Regions from separate parts of the Mus musculus genome. Here region 2 is linked to region 1. The links are chromatin contacts, called in public Hi-C maps. All regions are on one chromosome and are shown on one strand. The core of a region is the stretch at or near the end of the contact, and the rest is flanking DNA. Distances in the headings are between cores, read along the strand shown. Region 1 has its middle 210 kb from the start of Pter. Region 2 overlaps Rsu1 (Ras suppressor protein 1).

What was found. Hi-C and Micro-C count contacts between places; a contact is called where the count stands out from the background.
Region 2: a Hi-C map of cerebral cortex shows a contact between it and region 1, with 3 times the contacts expected there. The contact joins two enhancer-like sites.

Annotation. Positions count from the first base shown.
Region 1 is chr2:12,707,278-12,711,211 of GRCm38.p6, forward strand. No RefSeq gene overlaps it. Among named protein-coding and RNA genes, the nearest start is that of Pter, 210 kb to the right of the region's middle. Within about 2 kb of position 2,049, at least 50 of the 459 cell types and tissues checked have an H3K27ac peak or open chromatin away from gene starts, as enhancers often do. A contact at or near this core is called in cerebral cortex, where this site is marked.
Region 2 is chr2:13,101,602-13,105,535 of GRCm38.p6, forward strand. The region is part of intron 8 of Rsu1 (Ras suppressor protein 1); the gene reads right to left. Among named protein-coding and RNA genes, the nearest start is that of C1ql3, 93 kb to the left of the region's middle. Within about 2 kb of position 2,285, at least 4 of the 459 cell types and tissues checked have an H3K27ac peak or open chromatin away from gene starts, as enhancers often do. A contact at or near this core is called in cerebral cortex, where this site is marked.

The DNA of each region.
Region 1 (3,934 bases), core at 799-3,298:
AGAGAATTGGTATTGTCCCCAACGTAACAGGATGTAGCTCCCAGCTTGACGGCAACTGAAGTTGCTCGTGAGAATGATGTGTTGAAGCCCACGGTGGGCGAGCACTATCCAGTGGCAGACTGCCTGGCCTTCATTATGATGTGAGATACTGTGCATTTCCAATGACTCCAGGGACCTTGTAAAAAAAAAAAAAAAAAAAGCTCATTTGGTTTACTCTACTAGCTCCCCTTTTCCAGGTTTCAAGGTCACTTGGCTGGGAAAGAATGCAAGTGACAAACAATATCTTGCATTTAAGATTAAGCCAGCTGTCCAATGCTGCCATACTTTTACTAAGGAAATTTAATCTGCCAGTCTCTTCCGTCCTTAAGACTGAGCCTTTCCCAGGAGACTGCTCAGTCCCTGTGACACATAAATACTTCCTGGGCCTGGCCCATGTGACATCTTTGCTTACCCAGGCAGATGTGATTGTCAGTGGCATTTTTTATCCACGCCAGTGAGGAGTACTTAGGGACCCTGTGTAAATACAGCCACCCACATTAACGAATAGCAAAATGACTTGCTCTGGCCACAATAGTGGACTTTTTGGTTAATATTAGTGTTTGGAACTCAGTGACACATTTAAAATTAACATTCTCCTATTCAGTTAAGGAGGTAACTCTAGAGGGAAGGATGCACACTGCTTTTCCAAGTACTCAGTGGATCTATTATCACTTTGAATTTTGAGCAGAGCAATGTATTTCTCATGAACCATTCCCCTGTTTTTGAAAGTTGCTCTTAAAAAAAAAAAATCACCACTAACAGTTTAAGCATGGAATGTTCTTAATATCTTCAATATCTACACCAGTAGGAATGTGCTCTGTTCTCCAGAGTCAGTGTACTTAGCCACTAATTAATTGTTTGAGACCATATCTCTTTTATGTTGCCCAGACTTATGTAAAACTCCAGGTTTACAAGCCTCAGCTTCTTGAGTGGTTGGAAATAGACAGCTACTGCCATTAATTGCAGCTAACTCTTTCACATTTCATTGGAAAATAGGTGCCAGTGATTCTGAAGACAAGGATAAAAACCTAAAATACAGAGTTAGTCACTTATGGCATCAGGACCTTAGCTTAAAAGGTCTCTAGAGGTTCCCAGTCCCAGCTAACCTGGACTAGCAAAACAGAACAGACTGGCAATGCTTGAACATTTCAAAGAGAAGCATTAAGAAATACAAGTGATAGTTCTCATCAGAGCTGGCAGAAATTTCCTTAGACTTTAACTGGATTCGTTCCCTGTTAAAGTGCACATCACCAATCCGGTTAAAGAATAGTGTATAAGGATTTTTATCCCTGTATGTAGAGGACATATTGCAAAAGTAATGTTCTTTTAGTCACAGTCAGTGCTAAGTAAATTTTAAGCATGCTTCCTGTTTGGTTTGGCTATTTAAGTAAAATTCGTTTCCTGGAAAAGCTAAAACTATTGCTGAGAGAAGTTGCTGTCTGGATACACATTCGCTCTGCAGCTGTCTCCAGTGTCTGTTCTGATGCCTGGAACATAGTAGTCTTTCTACAACACACGGGAAGGACATGCCTGGAGGTTAATGAACTTCTTGATTTATAAAGAGATGATGACGCACTTAACTTATTATGATCCATCGTCCAAGGGCAGCTTGGATTCTATTGACCCTTCCGTTTGCAGATCTGAAACAGGTTAGGTGTTATCTAGGACCTGGTACCGTAGAAGTTCTTGTGATTTCTTGATTTTTTTCTAATTAGTAAAATGCAAGGTTTGAACAGAAAAACTCTAAGATTTCTTCGGGTCCTGAATGCCTTAATTTTCATCTGCTAGACTTATAGGTGCTAATGTCCAGCAACTCTGTACAATTAGAAGAACCCCACCCTTTAAAAGGGTGGAGATGGGGTTTGGGGTAGGAGAGAAGCAGCTTGCAAATTGCTTCATGTCCACTAGGGGGCAGGTTTTTACACATCTGCGGTTAAGAATGAGTAGACACAGAATCGTGCCCATGAGCTGCTATTGTGGCATAGGATTACAAGTTGCATAACACTTCACACTTGAACAAATACTTCACACGGAGAACACAGTGTCTTTCTTTGGCAGATAAGAGAAACTGGCATAGTCAGAGCATAGAAATTCACCAAAACCGTGGTCTAAGTTGCCAGCATCTGGTTTTTGCTTTGTACGTGTCTGTGGGATGCCTGAATTACTGAATGCTGTGCTCATGGAGGTTGCTGGGAAACCTGGGGATAGGTTTCACCAATGTTCAGGATACGAGGAACAACTACCTCACCCACGTGTGGCCTGCAAACGGGGTGGGATGAAGTCGTGAAAAGCCAGGTTGGAGAGACAGACTGCTTTCTGAAGCACTCAGAAGTGATTTTTTTTTTAAATCAAAGAAGAAAACATCTTGAAAAAATTGGCTGCTGGTGGTACTGTCTCCTCTGCATTGACATCATCCATCAACCAAGAGTGTAGGAGAACTGTCAAATACTGGCAGCCCTAGAGATAAGAGAAATCGCGGGCGCTTGAACAATGGCGAGTGTCTCAGCACACAGCTGGAGCCCCGCTTGGTGGTTATTTGGGGAGGGGTATAACGGGGAAGAGGAAGAACAAGCGGGCATTTGTTCAAATCCTCAATTAGAATGATCTGATTCATAATTTTATTTATTGTCAGAATAACTTTCTGCCCTGCCCTGCACATGGTGTGCGGCTACCGCCTTCTTCATTTTTCTGCTGTTGTTTGTACTTGGGTTTGGTGTTTCTCAATGTATTCTCCCTCACAGTAGCTGTTGACAGGTCCAGCCCTGTAACCATCTGGCTCCTGAAGTAATGAGACCAAATGAAATGGAGCTTGAAGAAATTAACATTCTTTCCTTAATCTATTAATAACTGAAAAGTGTTGATTTTAGTGACAGCCAGATACTTTATTATGAAGCATATTGGTTAATTAAGAGCATCATAATGAAGGTTATAGGAATGCATATCCCTCCAGAAACACATATTTTTAATAAGCATAATTTGATTCTTCTCACGCACTCCAAAAAAAAAAAAATCAGTGAAAATGTTATGCACAAAGAGAGTCTCAACAAAAAAATAAACACTTAATTTTTGTATGTACGTACCACACTACTGTTGTTTGGTTAAGTGTGCATCTCAAATACAGCTGCTGGATTCCAAAGGAATTTGCAGATAATTACAGGTCTTCCTATTTTATCCCTCCACTGTCTGAAAATACTCTCATCTCTCTACTAACAGCCCATGTTTGTGAGTCTTAGGCTCCTTACGGGGGGTAGGGAGGAAGGGAATCGTCCACATTGCCAAAATTAAAAAACGCACAGACTTTGGTATTTAGATCATAGATAATGATATTTCCTTGCTCAACTCTGATGTTTGCAAACATTTTCCTTGTGCCTGTGAGACTTTCATGAAAACTCTAGCTTGTGCACAGAGATGTCATTAATAATAGATGTGCTACGGCACCTTGGCTCACCTTTCCTGCCTATGGAGCTTGGAGAAGTTCTGGGTTGCGATTGTTATCCTGTTGCTGTGCATTGTGGATGTCCACTTCTAGCCAGTGGGTGCAAAAGGCACTCCCAGCCCTTATTAAGAAAGCCTGTTTTTTCTATGTTTGGTATCTCCATTTAGAGTTAACATGCATGTATACTTTTTAGGTAAATTCAGCAACACTTATTCCCCTTCTTAACAAGTATCCCACTTACAAAAGAAGACAGAAGTGGTTTCCCAAGGCTTCCTCCCTGAGACTGTTTGAAGCTATTTATGTGCACAGTCTCATTGCACACACCACTGTCCTGCTCTTCTGCATCCTTTCTCTCATTTTACCCTGCCTTACTCTGGCTACCCAAGAACTCCCTAGGTAACAGCTAATGTTCTCTCTCTCTCTCTCTCTCCCTCTCTCTCTCTCTCTCTCTCTCTCTCT
Region 2 (3,934 bases), core at 1,035-3,534, 390 kb after region 1:
TATCTTCAGAAAAAGCTATTCACAGGCAGTGAGCAGGCATCCTTTCTAGGTGGGCCGTGACCCCAGGGCACTGGAAGCAACTGGACATCTATGCCAACCACCGACTGCCACCTGGTTCAAGGCATCTCCAACTGGTTTTCTCCTCCCCACTCCTGACTCTCATTAACCCAAAAGATAGATGACAGCAGTATCTGATCTCACATGATTCCTCAATCTGTCTTTTCTAGCATCCTCTATTTATCAGGTGGCTTCAAGCAAGTGAACTGCAACTCTTCAGTCTGTGCCCAGGCACACCTTTGGCCACACAGTGCTGGCACGTGCTGCTAGGAAGCCAGGAAGTGAATGGGGAGGGATGGGTAGCAACTTAAACCCATTACAGACAAGACTGCATGCAAGATGGCATTGGGGCTTTTGCTCTTGTTGGTTGGCAGGAAATCCTCTCCACCTCTGAGACAGAGGGTACAGGCACAAAGAATTCTTCCCCAGCAGGTCTGCAAAAGTCATAGAGGCATACATGAGGGCAATCCAAACAGTGGATTGCAAACATGTTTCCTTGATCCAATCAATTGCATCTCTTAGTATACGTTGTATTTAAAACAGATGGGAGTTATTCCTATGTATATAATGCTTAGTATGAAAAGCTGACTGAAATCCTGTATCACCTTCCAGTGGGTTTTTTTTTTAAACAAAACAAAGCAAAAATGATTTTCACACACAACCAAGTGCTTCGTAGAAGCCTGGCCTTGTTGCCTCTGCACCTTAGGCTTTGCATTTCTTCACTGTGTCCACTGCATTAAATGGTGCTCAACTTGCAGGGATAAAACAAACATGTACAGAGACATGGGTTTTGTTACTATGTGGCAGATTGCCACTCCCGATCAAAGAGTACAAGATGTGAAATGAGGCTCAGAGACATCTTATGTCTTTCACGTAATATTTGGAGGCATTGAGTCCACAGGTGTTATCAAGCATTGGCTGTGCTCTGTCATCTGCCAGGACTAAGTCAAGGTTATGAATTGTTATTTTGATTTTCCTTTCTGTTTGGTCCTTTCCCGCTAATGAAGTAAAGCTTTTGCCTGGTTACTTCTACAGAGTAACTAGTTCAGAAAATGTACATCCATAAAAAGAGTATTTACAGTAGCTCTGTCTATAACAACCTTCAACTGAAAGCTACAGTCACGACCAGTGACAGGGGAGGGGATGCACTGTGCTGTATTAACACTGAAAAGCAAGTGATTTGGGGAATATTCTAACTTTTCTTGATGCAGTAATAAGAAGAGAGATCTGCTCCAATTATCATCTAGAGCCCTTGAATGCTTTGCCTGCTGAATTTGCTTCTTCAGCTCATCCATCAGTCAGTCTGCTGTCTGTCTGTCTTCTCTCTTCTCTCTTCCTCTGTTATCCAGATATTTTTATAGACATTTCTAATACTGTACTTCATGCTCCGTTCTCCTGTTTGTTTCTCCCCGTGAATTCTATTTTACTGAATACCGTGGCTGTAGTTGTATCTCAGAGCTGGCAAAGACTCTGGGCTCTATTCTTAGCAGGAGGGGAAAAAAAAGACAATAAGAAAAAAAAAACACCCCTCCCCCTCCAAAAAAAACCTGAATGCTGAAGGAAGCTTTCACCTGGTCCACACAGCAGTCTCCAGTCCCGCATGTGAGTCCCAGTGCTGTTTGTTGTCCTCTTTTCCTTCACTTTGTAGGAGTTTTAGAAGCCAAGGGAAGCCCCTTCACTATATCCAGGACCCTAGTCTCACAGCCAGGCATGATGGTGTGTGCCCTGTGTCTCACAGTATCCATTTGACTTCCCCTCAGCTGGACATTTACAGTCACACAGACTCACTATTTTGCCACCATGTGAAACGCTCAGCACCCCCATTTCCAGCAACTGCCACTGGTCTCGGCCTGGAGCAACTCTAAACCTATCACAACTGAGCCAGCAGTACCATGACATCACCAAAGCCAGGTCCCAGCCTCAGTAAGACATCTACATCTCTGATTCCCGGCCACCTCTCAGTCCTATCTCAGTATGACCAGGAAGAGCAGACAATGTCGCCATCCTGGAGATTCTGAGGTTGCCTGGCTCCCTGAACACTACCTTCTGTTGGTCTTGCTCCATCACTAGAAGCTTGTCATGTTTCTTGTGCCAGTCTCCCTCCTCTCCGGGGTGCCTGGGGGCTCAGTGTGTGGATGTCTTGTCTTTACACTCACTCCTTACATGTTCTCCTCCAGATTCATGACTAGCAACCAACACATCTCAGTCTCCAGCCAAGATCTCAAGGCCGCCTCCAGACTCCTGCAGCCACCCGCCTACTGAGTATCTCCACTTGGATGTCTGGAGGCAGCTTACCCTTAGCCATTCCTTGCTGCCCCCTCCTTCAAATCTGTTTCCCTCCCAGAAGCCCCCAATTTAGCAAGGCCTACTTCAGTCTGGAAATCGCTCATGTAGTGTGCAAAGTCACCCCTGGCGCCTGTCCTCCTGTCCCTTCCCACACGGAACCCACTGGCAGCTTCCCCTTTAAGACACACGCCTAGCACTTTTCTCATTCCTTCAGTGCAGCTGCCACTTCTGCCTAGATGATTGCAATTCCTTCCCGTTTGTTTTCTCTCCTTCCTTTCAACCAGCTTGTAGCAGAGGTCTCTCTCTCTCTCTCTCTCTGTCTCTGTCTCTGATTCTCTCTCTCTCTCTCTCTCTCCCTCTCCCTCTCTCCCTCTCCCTCTCCCTCTCCCTCTCCCTCTCTCTCCCTCTCCCTCTCCCTCTCCCTCTCCCTCTCCCTCTCTCTCCCTCTCCCTCTCCCTCTCCCTCTCCCTCTCTCTCCCTCTCCCTCTCCCTCTCTCTCTCTCTCTCTCTCTCTCTCAAGTATGGAAGGTAGCCACTCCTCAAACTATGGGAATTGCTTCCTGTCTCTTCCAGGAAGGTGGCCAAAATCTTTGCAGTGGCACAAGAGACCTCCATGCTCTGATGCTCTGTTGCACACCACGTATTTGAGTTCCTTCCTGCCTCGTCCCAGGGCTCCCTCAGTAGGTGCCTGTCTGCTTTTCCTTGGGTAGGAGCACTTGTTGAATCCTTTGCCAGGAAGTATCCTTCTGCTAAGTTTCTGTATATCCTTCAGTATTTGAGGTCTTCCATCACTGTGTATTAGTTAGCAATTCTCTTTTCCTTCCTTCCTTCATCACCATTTAACATACTGGGCATGCATTCATTAACTCTTAATTCCCAATGGAATTCACACTTTATGATAACAAGTGCTGTTTTATATTCTCTGCTGTTTCCAAGGGAAAACAATGTGTACCATAAACAGAATAAACAAATAATGAAGGGACACTATTCTCCCCACCCCCACCCCGTGTGTGTGTGTGTGTGTGTGTGTGTGTGTGTGTGTGTGTCCTTCTCCCTCTCTCCTCTTTTTTCCCCGACCCAACAAAGTGCTAAAGATGGAATCCAGGACCTCACATATTCCAGGCAAGTGCTTTACCATTAAGTAACAACCTAAGCAACAGGTTCTCTTATTTCCTACACCTAAAACATGAGCGATAAATTTCAACAAATTATCCCAGAGACCAGAAGCAGAATTTGCAATGGTAAATCAAACCATGTGGAAATTCAGTCTTGACTCTGTGTGAAATAAAAAGAGCACATTTTGATACCCCAGACTGTTCACTTTGTGAATATGTTTCTGTGATCATGACCTAGCTGCAGAGAGAAATGGGGGAGGCCATGCTAGAGAGCGGTTACTGCGGATGTCAGGATGGCATTAACTATTTGTGCAAAAAAATTAGCTCCCCGGTGGCTTTTGGTTACAGCCTAGACTGAACTAGAAATAGATTTTCCAAAATAGCAAACATACAGACAAATTACTGGGCTACAGTAATACATTAAAAATCTACTATAGCCATTGTAATAACTGATGTCAATCATTTAGAAGCCAACA